2 separate regions of the Mus musculus genome follow, and region 1 is linked to region 2. Evidence: chromatin contacts called from public HiChIP or PLAC-seq data. All regions are on one chromosome and are shown on one strand. The core of a region is the stretch at or near the end of the contact, and the rest is flanking DNA. Distances in the headings are between cores, read along the strand shown.

Region 1 (5,943 bases), core at 212-2,711, 250 kb after region 2:
TCTGAGACGGTAGTGGCAGCGGCAGTCACTCCACATGCATCCGTGTCCACCTTCTGTTGACTGCTCTGGATGTTCCTCCACCCATGACTCCCTTCTAGCCACTATCTTTCTCCTGACTGACCCACTGCTACAGGCATTGACCCAGGGCAACCAATCAGAATCTTCTATCTTCTTGATCACTATGATTGACTCAGGGAAGCCCAATCTGGGACCTTGTGAAGTTGCTAGAGGATCGCGGAAAGGCTACCCAGAAAACGTGGAAACAACCAGAAGCGTGGCTGCCATTTTGCATGGCATGGGAATAGAGTGGAATAAAGGTAAATAGAAGCAAGGTAGGATGAGGTTTGTGTGTGTGTGCACATGAGAAGGAGAAAACAGAGAGAGAGAGAAGTGGAAAGAAACCAAGAGCAAAGGGGAGGAACGCAGAGCAGAGAGGGTGCGTGCCCCACCAGAGCCGCTGGAGCCAGCTTTGCGTGAGCGTTATTGCTGGAGTCTTATCACTGGAGTCAACGAATTCCCTGTGTGCTTGAATTGGATTTCTCACACTTGCCTTCTCCCTTGTCAAAGGGATCTTGACAAGGAGGCAATTTGCAGTTGTGCCCAGCCCCGAAGCTACTTATCCTGGTGATGCCAAGACGTCCTGTATAACCCTTTCCCCCACCCAGCTCCTACAAAAGACACCAAAGGAAAACAGCGTCCCTATGCTTCCAGTACTACACAGTGTTGCACCGCAACAAGCAGAAGTAAAAATAGCTGTGACTATTAATAAATTGGCCAAAAGACTTTATTAGTGACCTTTGAGCCATTCCAGAATAGCAGAGGATCTGAGAAACCAACAATTAATGTCAGATGGTGTCTTAATGTGGAATCAGATGACAAAAGGAGACCCAAAGTACATGGTCATTAGCCAAAGGGATAAGAACTGAATTCCTTAACACGTGGAAATTGGCGCACCCTGCACTGGTGGTACCTAGCCTGTTACCGTTTCAGCTGTCTATTAACAAGCATTTACTTAGAATCTCATCTCAACTTCCCTTGAAGCAAACATTGAGACGGCGGGTGTGTCGGAGTCTACTAAGCTGCTTGGGCTGACTTTCCCAACTCTTCATTCCATAGCTCTGTTTCCAGCAGAATTCACTTAACAACACGTAACAGGACACCGCAGTAACAGTGGCTTGGAGAATTACAGACACAGTTATTTCATGCACTAGGAATGTGGCTCAGTTTAGTGTAGCTGCCAGTGACACTAAGAACCATGGTTACCCCCCTCCTGCTCCCTCCTATCAACCCCACAGCACCAGCTTCTGTGTGTTGGTTTACCATCTTCTTGCTTATCACTCAGAGTCACAAAAGAGATGCTCATCTCCAGATATCACAGCACATGCAAGATCAGGGGTAGAGGTTCTTGGAGCTCACTCCTCTCCATCCGTTCTGCCATTTCACTGACTTCCTGCCAAGTTCCAGCTGCCTCTTCCTAGGGCTTTCTCATCACACCACAGAAGACTGTCTGCAAATTTAGGATTGGGAATACTAAAGTATCTGTTTCTCCCAAGAGGAATCCCCAGCCAACGACTGCAAAGGTGTTGGTATAATGGATAATCTTGACTGTCCATCTGATTGGATATGCCTTTGGAGGTGAGTTTGTGGTTCTAAGAAGGATTAACTGAGTGGCAGCACCTTCTCACAGCAATCCAGAAATTAAGAGGTCCTAAGGCAGGGCCAGGGCCAGGGGAAGTGGGGGGGGGGGGGGGATGACAGTATTGCTAGCCAGCCTTTGCTTCTTGATAGTGAATGCATCTACTCTGCTGCTGCTGCTGCCAACCTCAGAAAACATCAGACTCCAGCTTCTTCAGGCTCTCAACAGTGACTCTCCAGAAACCATTCAGTGTTCAGCATCACTGGAACTGCTGGGGCATCTAACCTCATGAACTGTCCAGCTACTGGGTTCTCAGCCTCTCCAGCGTGAAGTCAGCCATTGTAACTACCTACCCACTATCACATAAGCGAATTGAATTGGTAATGTCTACTCACCCGGTCAGTTCTATCCCTCTAGTGAATCCTGACTAACACTGATGCCCTGGCTTTGTCGGGGATGACTGTAAGGAGGGTGATTTACACCTTTTCCAAGGATATTTCTGTCTTATGAAGCTCATGTCACCCACAGCAGCAGCTGAACCTCTGTCTGCTACTAACCCCGCTTCCCTGCTTCTCTCCTACAAGTATCTCTGGGGTTGTGTCCCAGACTACCTGCCTTGCACTCTGTGTGTCAAGCAGTCAGGGGAGTCAGACAATGAGCTTCTGGTGGGCAGAGAGGCTTCTGAAAGTTGGAGCCCCCAAAATGAACATGATGTATAAGTGTTACTAAGAGGGAACTTGCAGAGCACCAGGTTCTGGTCAAGAACTGGAAATCAGTGGCTAACTATGAGGTGGATGTCATGCCTGAAGGAGCTACCAGAGACAACAAACCATATGGAAGCAAGTGTGGGGATGGCAGAGTGAGGAGCCTCTGTAAGATGAGCTGGGAAGATCACAGTGCAACTTTCTGCAGGTTTATGCAACAACAACTTATAGCAAGGGCAGGAGACAGAAATAAACAAGGCACTGACCTTGTTTCAAAGAGGTTTAGAGGAAGGAAGGAAGGAAGGAAGGAAGGAAGGAAGGGAGGGAGGGAGGGAGGGAGAGAGGGAGGGAGGGAGAGTGGGAAGGAGGGGGAGAGGGAGAGAGAGAGAGAGAGAGGAAGGAAGGAAGGAAGGAAGGAAGGAAGGAAGGAAGGAAGGAAGGGAGGGAAGGGAAGGAGGGGGAGAGGGAGAGAGAGAGAAAGAGAGAGAGATGAAGGAAGGAAGGAAGGAAGGAAGGAAGGAAGGAAGGAAGGAAGGACACATGGACACATGGACACATATGCATAGCAGGCCAGCTGGCTTCCTACCTCTGCCTCTAAGTGCTAGAATTTAAGGTACATGCCACCATACCTGGCCAACTGCAGCCTGATTCTTTTTGTTGGTTTGTTTCTTTGTTTGTTTCTTTGTTTGTTTGTTTGTTTGTTTTTGAGATAGGGTTTCTTCCTTGAATAGCCCTGGCTGTCCTGGGATTAGCTCTGTAGACCAGGCTGGCCTCGAACTTACAGGGGCCTCTGCCTCCTGAGTGCTGAAATTAAAGGTGTGTGCTGCCTCCTCCTGTTTTGCAGTCTGATCTTCTGGAGGCATTTTCTCAACTGAGTTTTCCTCTTCGGAGATGACTCTAGCTTTTGTCAGAAAACTAGCCAGCACACCAGCTTTCTGTAGGATTTAGACTGAGGTCCTTCCGCTGTGATCTAACGAGCACATCACCTAGTGAACCATCATCTCCCAGCCCTTCTGTGACACATGCTTTGTTGCTCATTGCTATCTAAGCCAGGACAGCTGGCCCCTGACTTTCCAGGCATTCTCCTGTCCAGTTCTCGTCTTCCCATAGGAGCGCTGGCATTACAAACTCATGCTACCCAGTCCAGCTGTCCTACTTAGGGTATCATCGCTGTGATGAAACACCTCGACCTCGGAAGTTGAACTTTCAGAACTGTGAGAAGTGGGGTGCTTGCTGTTCAAGCAAACTGAGCCAACTAAGGCAGCATGTTAGACCCCTGAAGGCTGGGATGGGATGGCAGGAGCTTAAAGCCCTACCATTCATGTTCTGGATTGACCATAGCTGCAAACATGTCTCTAGTTGTGGAAACCACCAGGCACAGGTAGTGGCCAAAGGAAACGTGCCAAAGGGGAAGTGGCCAGGGTTGAGACAGACCTGAACACCTTAGGACAGGGGGTGGGGCTTTAGTTGAAGGCTAAGGGTGGGTGTCATGCTGAAGAGAAAATTGCAAAAGAATAGTATAGCTGTGCCTATATGTCATTTATCTCCTGAGACACAAATCTCTACACAACTCTGGTGACCCATAAAACGGTCCCTGTTCAGTTGGAGAAATAGGGGCCTCCTTAGTTATTTCTAACATAAGTAAGGAGTCTAATGCAGGAAACTGGCCGCCATATACAATAGTCCCTCCCTTATCTCTGATTTCACTCTTGGCAGTTTCAGCTGCCTGTGCTCAATGGCAGTCTGAACATACTAAATGGAAAGTTCCCACGTGAAGTAATATATCATGTTTAAGTTCTAAACAACTCTTATGCTGTATGTGTTTTATAGTTGTTCTATTACTGACCCAATTTCTTACTAAGTGTAATTAATAAGATAAACTGTATCTCAGGGCATGTGTGCATGGGTGGGAAGCATGGTTACGTATGATCTGAGGCTGTCAGCTGTTTCAGGCAGGCACAGGGTACCTGAGACTATTCCCTGTCACTAAACAGGAACTGCGGTATTGGAAGGGCTGATAGGGCTCACAGGAAAAGGGAAAAGCTCTGAAAGATTAATATCTGCAGAAAGGGGGTTAGAGAGAGGCCTCAATGGCTCAGGTCTAGTACAGCTCATTCAGAGGACTCTAGTTCAGGTGCCAGCATCAATGCCAGGCCACTCACAACTGCCTGTAAGTCTAATACCGGGGGGATGCAACGCCCTCTTCTGGTCTCTTCAGGTAACTGCATATACATGGTGCCTATAAGCTCATGCAGGTGCACACACATACACATAAATAACTTCAGGGAACTATAAGCTCTTTGCCACTGGAGGAGCCGCAGAGAAAAGGGAACGGTCCCACCATGGGCTGCATGGTTGGGTAGAACCCTATGCACTGTCCTCCTTGCAACAGAAATGACAAGGGCCTGTCCTCATGCCTGCTGGCTTCTAGTTCCTCTCCAGTGCCTCCCATGGACAGACTCTCTATGGAAGGCAGCTGCTATGTCTGTGCCATTTCCAGCCGTGCTGGCAGCCAGCAGAGCACAGAGGGCCGCCATCACAGGGCAGATGGAGGGTGGAGGGGAACTATGTGGATGGGTGTGCTGGAGTCAGATGAACATGAGAGAGAGAGAGAGAGAGAGAGAGAGAGAGAGCCAGAGGTGGGAACGTGCTCTTCTGTGCTCCATTAGGAGAATGAACCAGGTTGTGAAGTCTCCTGAGCTCACTCTTCAGTACCTCGGGTTCCAGCTGTGTGCTATGCACACCCAGCCTCCCCTGCTGCCTTGCTGTGACCTCTATGACCTCACAGGGTGCCACCTCAGTGATTCCGATCCCACATGCTCTCCCTAATAGCCATCTCACCCTCCAGCCTCACTGCCGGCAGCCCTGGGTGCAGCCCTCGGGTGGGCAGGCTTGTCTGTGCAGAGCGAGCATTTCTCAGCGCCACTCTTCTCTTGAAATGTGCTCAGCGTCTTAATGGAATGATCCCTTCCAGAAAATGGACTAGCACCCGAAATAAATTATCCAGAAAAACAAGACCTCTTTCTCTACCATGAATGAAACTGAAGAGCTCATTAGCCTAAGGAATAAATCGTGTTTTCTAGTGTGTGAAGCCAGAAGCCAGAACCATGAATATTCATAAGCATGCTTCTGAAATGAGGGGTGGGGAGCCTTCTTTTAGGCACCACTGATTTGAAGGAAAGGTATCCTAACATTAGACAGGCTGGTTGACCCCAAACAAAGGATACTGATGGCCATTTGGTGAGAATTTATACAATGTTAATTGCTTAATTATACCAAAGTTAATTTCTAGTAAAGGCAATAGGGAAAATTGGCCAAATTAGGACCAAAGTCTGAGACCAAGGATGCCTATGGGTGGTTTTATAAACTGTGCTCCTAACTGTAACAGTCTCATGGGGACCATGCCAACGTGGGGAGGGTGCTGCCACGGCTTGGACTTTGAATACTGCCCAGAGGCCTGTTCTGTGTGTCAAAGACTCAGTTCCTGGATGGCAGTGTTGGGAGGGGGTACAGCCATTAGGAGGGAGGTCTAATAAGAAGTCCTTATGTTGTTTAGGGTATGCCTAAAGGGAGGAGAGAGAGGGCGGGGTCCTTGGTTTCTTC
Region 2 (5,679 bases), core at 2,264-4,763:
AAGAAATACTGGAGAGAGTGAGAGTGTTACTGCAACCGTTGCTGAAATTTGAATGTGGAATGTGGACTAGCGAATTATATCAAAGCAGATTTAAAACTCCTTATCTTGATCACTGTATTTAGGACATGTGAAAGCTGTCCTTTGGAAACACACTGGGTTGGGAATAAAAAGGTAGGGATGGAGTTTAGACACATACAAATAGATTCATAGACTAACAAGGCAAGTCAGCCAACGTGTAAAGAGATGATGGGTTTGGTCAGGGGTACAGAGGGAGCCCCTCACTTCTTCCCTCAAGTTTTCTGTAAGTTTAACATTATAACAAAAGACAAAATTACAACCTCAGATCCCAAGAACTTCAGGAAAATTGTGATGATAACAAATAGATGTATAATTATACATATATGCATATATATTATTTGAGAATTTCATATATATGTATATATATATATATATATATATAGACAATGTATTTTGATTTTATGTAACCCTCACACCTCCTTCACCTCCTCCCAGGTCCCTTCCAAGACTCCCTCCCAACTTATGTCTTCTTTTTACCTTTTAAAATATTTATTTATTTTATTTTATTGTGTGGGTGTTTTACCTGTATGTATGTATGTATGTATGTATGCATGCATGCATGTATGTATGTATGTGTATATGTTTGTATGTGCCCCATGTACATATTTCATGCTCATGGAAATCAAAAGAAGGTGTCAGATCCCCTGGAATTGGAGTTATGTGGGTGCTGGGAACTGAACCCAGGTCCTCTGTAAAAACTACAAGTGTTCTTACCCACTGAGCCATCTCTCCAGCTCTCTTTCCTCCTCCTCCTCTCTTCCTCCTCTCCTCCTTTTCCCCTCCTCCTCCTCTTCCTCCTCCTCCTCCTTCTATAAACAAATAATGCATCAAGTCTATCAATGCTGCTTATATAATATGGATGAGGAACCATCCACTGGAGCTTAATAAACTGGCCAGGGGCCACATCCCTAAGTAACTGTAAAGCAAATTGCTCCTCTTCTTCTTCTCCTTCTCCTCCTCCTCCTCCTCCTCCTCCTCCTCCTCCTCCTCCTCCTCCTCCTTCTTCTTCTTTTTTAAGATTTATTTATTTTATGTATAGGAATGAGTACACTGTAGCTGTCTTCAGACACACCAGAAGAGGGCATCAGATCCCATTACAGATGGTTGTGAGCTACCAACGTGGCTGCTGGGAATTGAACTCAGGACCTCTGGAAGAGCAGTCAGTGCTCTTAACCACTGACCTATCTCTCCAACCCAGCAAATACCTCTTAGTAACAATTAAAAATGCAAGAAATGATCCACGGATGCCCCAGATGGAGTGGCCTCAGCAACCACAACGCCACTGACAGCTATGAGCACTGTTTCAGTCTGCCATATAACTTTATCACGCTGGAGCTCTTAAGCGATATCAAGTCTTGTGCTTCTTGCACATAAGACAATGGGACACATCCTTAGGATGTTATTGATGTTCACACCAACTCATCCTCACTCTGGCTGTGAAGGAAGAGTCACCCTACCCAGGGCCTCTGAGATGTAGAGATGTGTCATTGTCCCTACAGGCCTCGCCATCCTGGCTGAGTATAGAGAAGCCTCTTTCACAGCTAACTTCTGTGAATGTCAATCTCCCCCTGCTAACCAGATTTTTGCTCTGTACCTCTCTTTAAGATGTAACACTGATGGCTCGGCAGTGAAAAGCACTTGTTGCTCTTGCAGAGGACCCACATTCAGTTCCCAGAACCCACATGGTGGCTTACAACCATCTGTAACTCCAGTCCCAGGAGATCCCACACTCTTCTTCTGGCTTCCATGGGCAGCGCATACAGGCAAAACACCCACACACTTAAAATAAAAATGAAAAAGGAAGACATTGTAAGCAGACACTTTAGGCTGGATGGATGTGATGCTCAATGCCTTAAATCAGATGCCGAGGCAGGCGGGCAGATCCCTGTGAGCTCAAAGTCAGCCTGGTCCAGAGGGCAAGTTTCAAGCCAGGGGGGCCACAGAATGAAACCCTGTCTGAGGGGAATAAAAGCGGTTGTTTGATTCATGGCAATCAGGCAAAGGTGCCTGATGACCTGAGTTCTAGCCCCAGAACACACAAGGTGGAAGGGGAAAACCCTCCCACAAAGGTTATCCTGTGACTTTCATAGCTGTACTGTGATATGCACACACACACACACCTGCGCACACACACGTACGCACATAAAATGAATAAACAAGAATGCAATTTAAAAAAATTAGAGAGACTCTTTCAAGCCTTGCTTTATATCAGTTAGAAGATGGATCCTCCAGAACTGAGCACAGACACCTGGGAAGGCATTTCTGATGGAAAGGCACACTCACATTTAAACGCACAGTCAGCTGTCCTGCTGCACCCCTGCAATCCCAGCACTCACAGGAAAGAGAATCAGGAGTTCAAGGCAGTTGTGGCTACACAGCGGGAGTGGGGTCAAAACCAGCCAGACCAACACGGCATCCGGTTACAAAAGCAAACGTAACAAAACAAACTTAAACATACATTGGAGGTGGCCATTGCTTTGGGGGACTCTACGGTGTGAAGGTTGTTTGTTTGTTTGTCTGGATTTTGTTTGTTTATATGTTTTATCCAGGACTACTTCCCCATGCTATCAGATGACACTGACTGAAATATTTCACAAAGGAACAACCCCAAGGATGATCCTCTGCCTCGATTTGGCTGAAATTGAAAGAATGATATCCTATGCTGCCTATCTCATCAGCTGTTTCAAGTCCTGCACAGGAGTACAGGAAGGGTTGTGTGGAGACTATACTAAGCTCTAATCCCCAACTCTCACACTTAAACTCCCCCCTAAATTATATTTAGTTTCTCTCTGTGTTTCCCACTGTCACTCCTCCCTGGGCACTTGGCTGTATTTTGTTGCTTCCTTGGACATTGTCCATAACCCTAGATACTATCCCTGCCTTAAGCTTTCTTCTGTTAAGCCTTCTTTTTATCCCGTCTATTTCCCATTAGCTACACAGGAACTCAGCGATCCAGTATCTCACTCATCAACTACTAAAACTTCTGACACACCTCGAAGCCTGGTTTCAAAAGGCAGGGGTAGGTGAGGGGGTGTGAGAGAACCTTGGAAACTCAAAATGAAAGATGAGATTGTTGGCTGTTGGGAGGGTCATCTTGAAACTTTCTCTGGGAAGCTAGAGACCATGTGACCACAGATAAAGCCTTGCCTGGGCTCGCTCTTATCAGCAGCTCAGAGGAGGGCCTGGCCTCGCACTCCAGCTTCGCTGACTGAACTGTTTCAAAGGGCAGAGTCAAATTTAGCAGCAGTCTCAAATTGAAATATACTTTGCTCTCCACTTTTCCCCACATTGATAGCTAGATTTATGTCATCATTCATCATTAGAGGACCTATAAAAGAACAGAGCACCAATACATCTTTGGTCACATGGTATCTGCAGCAGGCAGGAGAATGGCTGTACTTATAAGACATGAGAAAGGGAAAAACTAAGTCCCTTGAAAAGGGCTGAGAGGGAGGGAGGAAGCGATCTCTAGGTGACGAGGACACATCCCAGGCCTCCTCAAAGGAGGCTGTGGCTTTTCAGATATGAGCCTAAAACAAAACCCAGTCGGCATCCAGGCTGACTCCAGTTGCTTATTTTGTTCTGTGGTCAGCCTTTGCTGAACACAGCAGTCTTCACCCCAGCCGCAGAGCTGTAAGTGGCCCTTGTGTCTAAAACGCTCTTGGACTGTCCTTGGTGACCCTAACTATATGACCTAGCAAGGATAATTAAAGAGGGTGTTTTCTCCCAGGGGAGAGAGCAAAGGCACAATTGTGTCCTCCAAAGTCCAAATTTTGGAATATTTAGAAGATTCGCTTCGCTTCGTTGTTGTTGCTGTTGTTGTTGTGTTGCTTTTTGAAGTGCTGGGATGAAACCCAGGACCCTGTGCGTGCTAGGCAAATGCTCTGCCACAGAACTCCCTCCTCCACCAGCATCTGGCAGCATCTGGAGGCAGGGTTCATCAGCAGATGTGTCCCAGGACAAGACCCTCATGAGCATAGAACCGCCTATCTCCCAGGAATAAGGCAGCGAGCGCTTCTGCAGCCTGGTATCACTGTCTTGTCTTCTGCACATGCCCACTTCTTCTCCAGCTTTCCTCTGCAGGTTAGAGCAGCAGGAGGCCTTCTGCTGAGGTAGATGATGCCCTTGCGCTTCCCAGCTTCAAGAACCATGAGACTAGGGAGAAGAGAGTAGGTTAGAAGACTTCCAGCAGAGAAGGTGGGAGTAGTCAAGACATGGCCTGAGGGAGATGAACGAGGAGCTATGCACGCTGCAGAAAGTGGTGAGGGTGTCCTGGAGGCTTCAGTGGTTGTTATTATCAACCACAGTAGGCCAGGTCCTGTTGATTCCTGGTGGCTGTGATGACTACTGGGAGTGACCCCATCGGCTCTGGCAATCCTGGAGCCCCAGCATAACAAAAAAAGAAGGTCTTGCTCTCTGGCTCCTGAAGATGTAAGCAATAAAGCTTTTGCCGCAGAAGATTCCGGTTTGTTGCGTTCTTCCTGGCCGGTCGCGAGAACGCGTGTAAGAGGTCCTATCAGTCTCTCCTATATACTAAGGCTTTGTAGATATGCCTGCAGCTGGAGACCCAGAGGATTGACTGCTGCACCTCCTGACAAGCCTCATGCTTCCATTTTCCACTATCCTGACTAGCTTTTCCACATGATGCACCATGTCCCCCTAAGCCTTATGAGAGAAAAGGTAGTGGACTCTACCTAAGCTTGGGTCCCTTCTGATGAAGCTTCCTGAAGCAGTTATTACACTGTGAGGACCCAATCATTTTCCTGTCAGCCTTTGCTTAGAATCTACTTGTTTTGTTTGGTTATCAAATGCCTGTTCTTGAAGAAAATAAATTCGAGCTATCATTCAAAAATAACAAAAGATTTTTTTTTTTAACCTGTAAACCAAAAACTGGAATTATAGCTCATTTAGGTAAAATGAACAAGCACTTAACATGAGAAAAGCCCTGGCTTCAGTGTTTAAGTGTCAAAGCAGACACAACAAAAACAAAGCCAGAAGCTGAAACAAACCTCTATTCTTCATAAATTACCCACTTTCAGGTATTGTGTTACAGCAACAGAAAATTAAGATGGTGACGCACACTGGATCTGAACAAGCCACTCATCCAGGGTTTGCTGTGTGCTGTTCTAGTAAACTCTGTGCTGTATTCCAGGATATCACAAAGACACCAAACCAAGGAGCCCAAGTCTGCTTAGCGGACGTGATTTGACTGAGTCATCTGCTGTCATTGGTCTGGAGATGCTTCGGAGCAGCTCATGAGAGTCGACTGCTAAACTTGCAGGAACCTGCTGTGTGCTTGGCTTGGCAGCAGCAGCTTGAAGTCAGTCACAGTGAGGGTGTTTACACCATAGGAACTGACAAAGCCTGAAGTGAGGGTGTTTACACCATAGGAACTGACAAAGCCTGCAGTGAGGATGTTTACACCATAGGAACTGACAAAGGCTAGCCTGCAGTGAGGTGTTTACACCATAGGAACTGACAAAGCCTGCAGTGAGGATGTTTACACCATAGGAACTGAGAAAGCCTATCCTGCAGTGAGGGTGTTTACACCATAGGAACTGACAAAGCCTAGCCTGTAGTGAGGCTGTTTACACCATAGGA

Evidence for each region. HiChIP or PLAC-seq counts read pairs in DNA pulled down with a chosen protein or histone mark.
Region 1: an H3K27ac HiChIP or PLAC-seq map of heart atrium shows a contact between it and region 2, with 5 read pairs. The contact joins two enhancer-like sites. A contact is called at or near these places in 1 of 115 datasets of contacts at active chromatin or transcription factors (heart atrium) and 1 of 9 other capture datasets (macrophages).

The regions. Positions count from the first base shown.
Region 1 is chr2:144,122,415-144,128,357 of GRCm38.p6, forward strand. All of the region lies in intron 2 of Banf2os (a long non-coding RNA gene), which reads right to left. Among named protein-coding and RNA genes, the nearest start is that of Gm5535, 64 kb to the right of the region's middle. Within about 2 kb of position 1,462, at least 59 of the 459 cell types and tissues checked have an H3K27ac peak or open chromatin away from gene starts, as enhancers often do. A contact at or near this core is called in heart atrium, where this site is marked.
Region 2 is chr2:143,867,913-143,873,591 of GRCm38.p6, forward strand. It overlaps Gm33648 (a long non-coding RNA gene), which reads left to right. Exons shown (of 3, transcript XR_375039.4): 3 at 2,628-4,904. It also overlaps a transcript of Bfsp1 not described here. Among named protein-coding and RNA genes, the nearest start is that of Gm33648, 7.4 kb to the left of the region's middle. Within about 2 kb of position 3,514, at least 40 of the 459 cell types and tissues checked have an H3K27ac peak or open chromatin away from gene starts, as enhancers often do. A contact at or near this core is called in heart atrium, where this site is marked.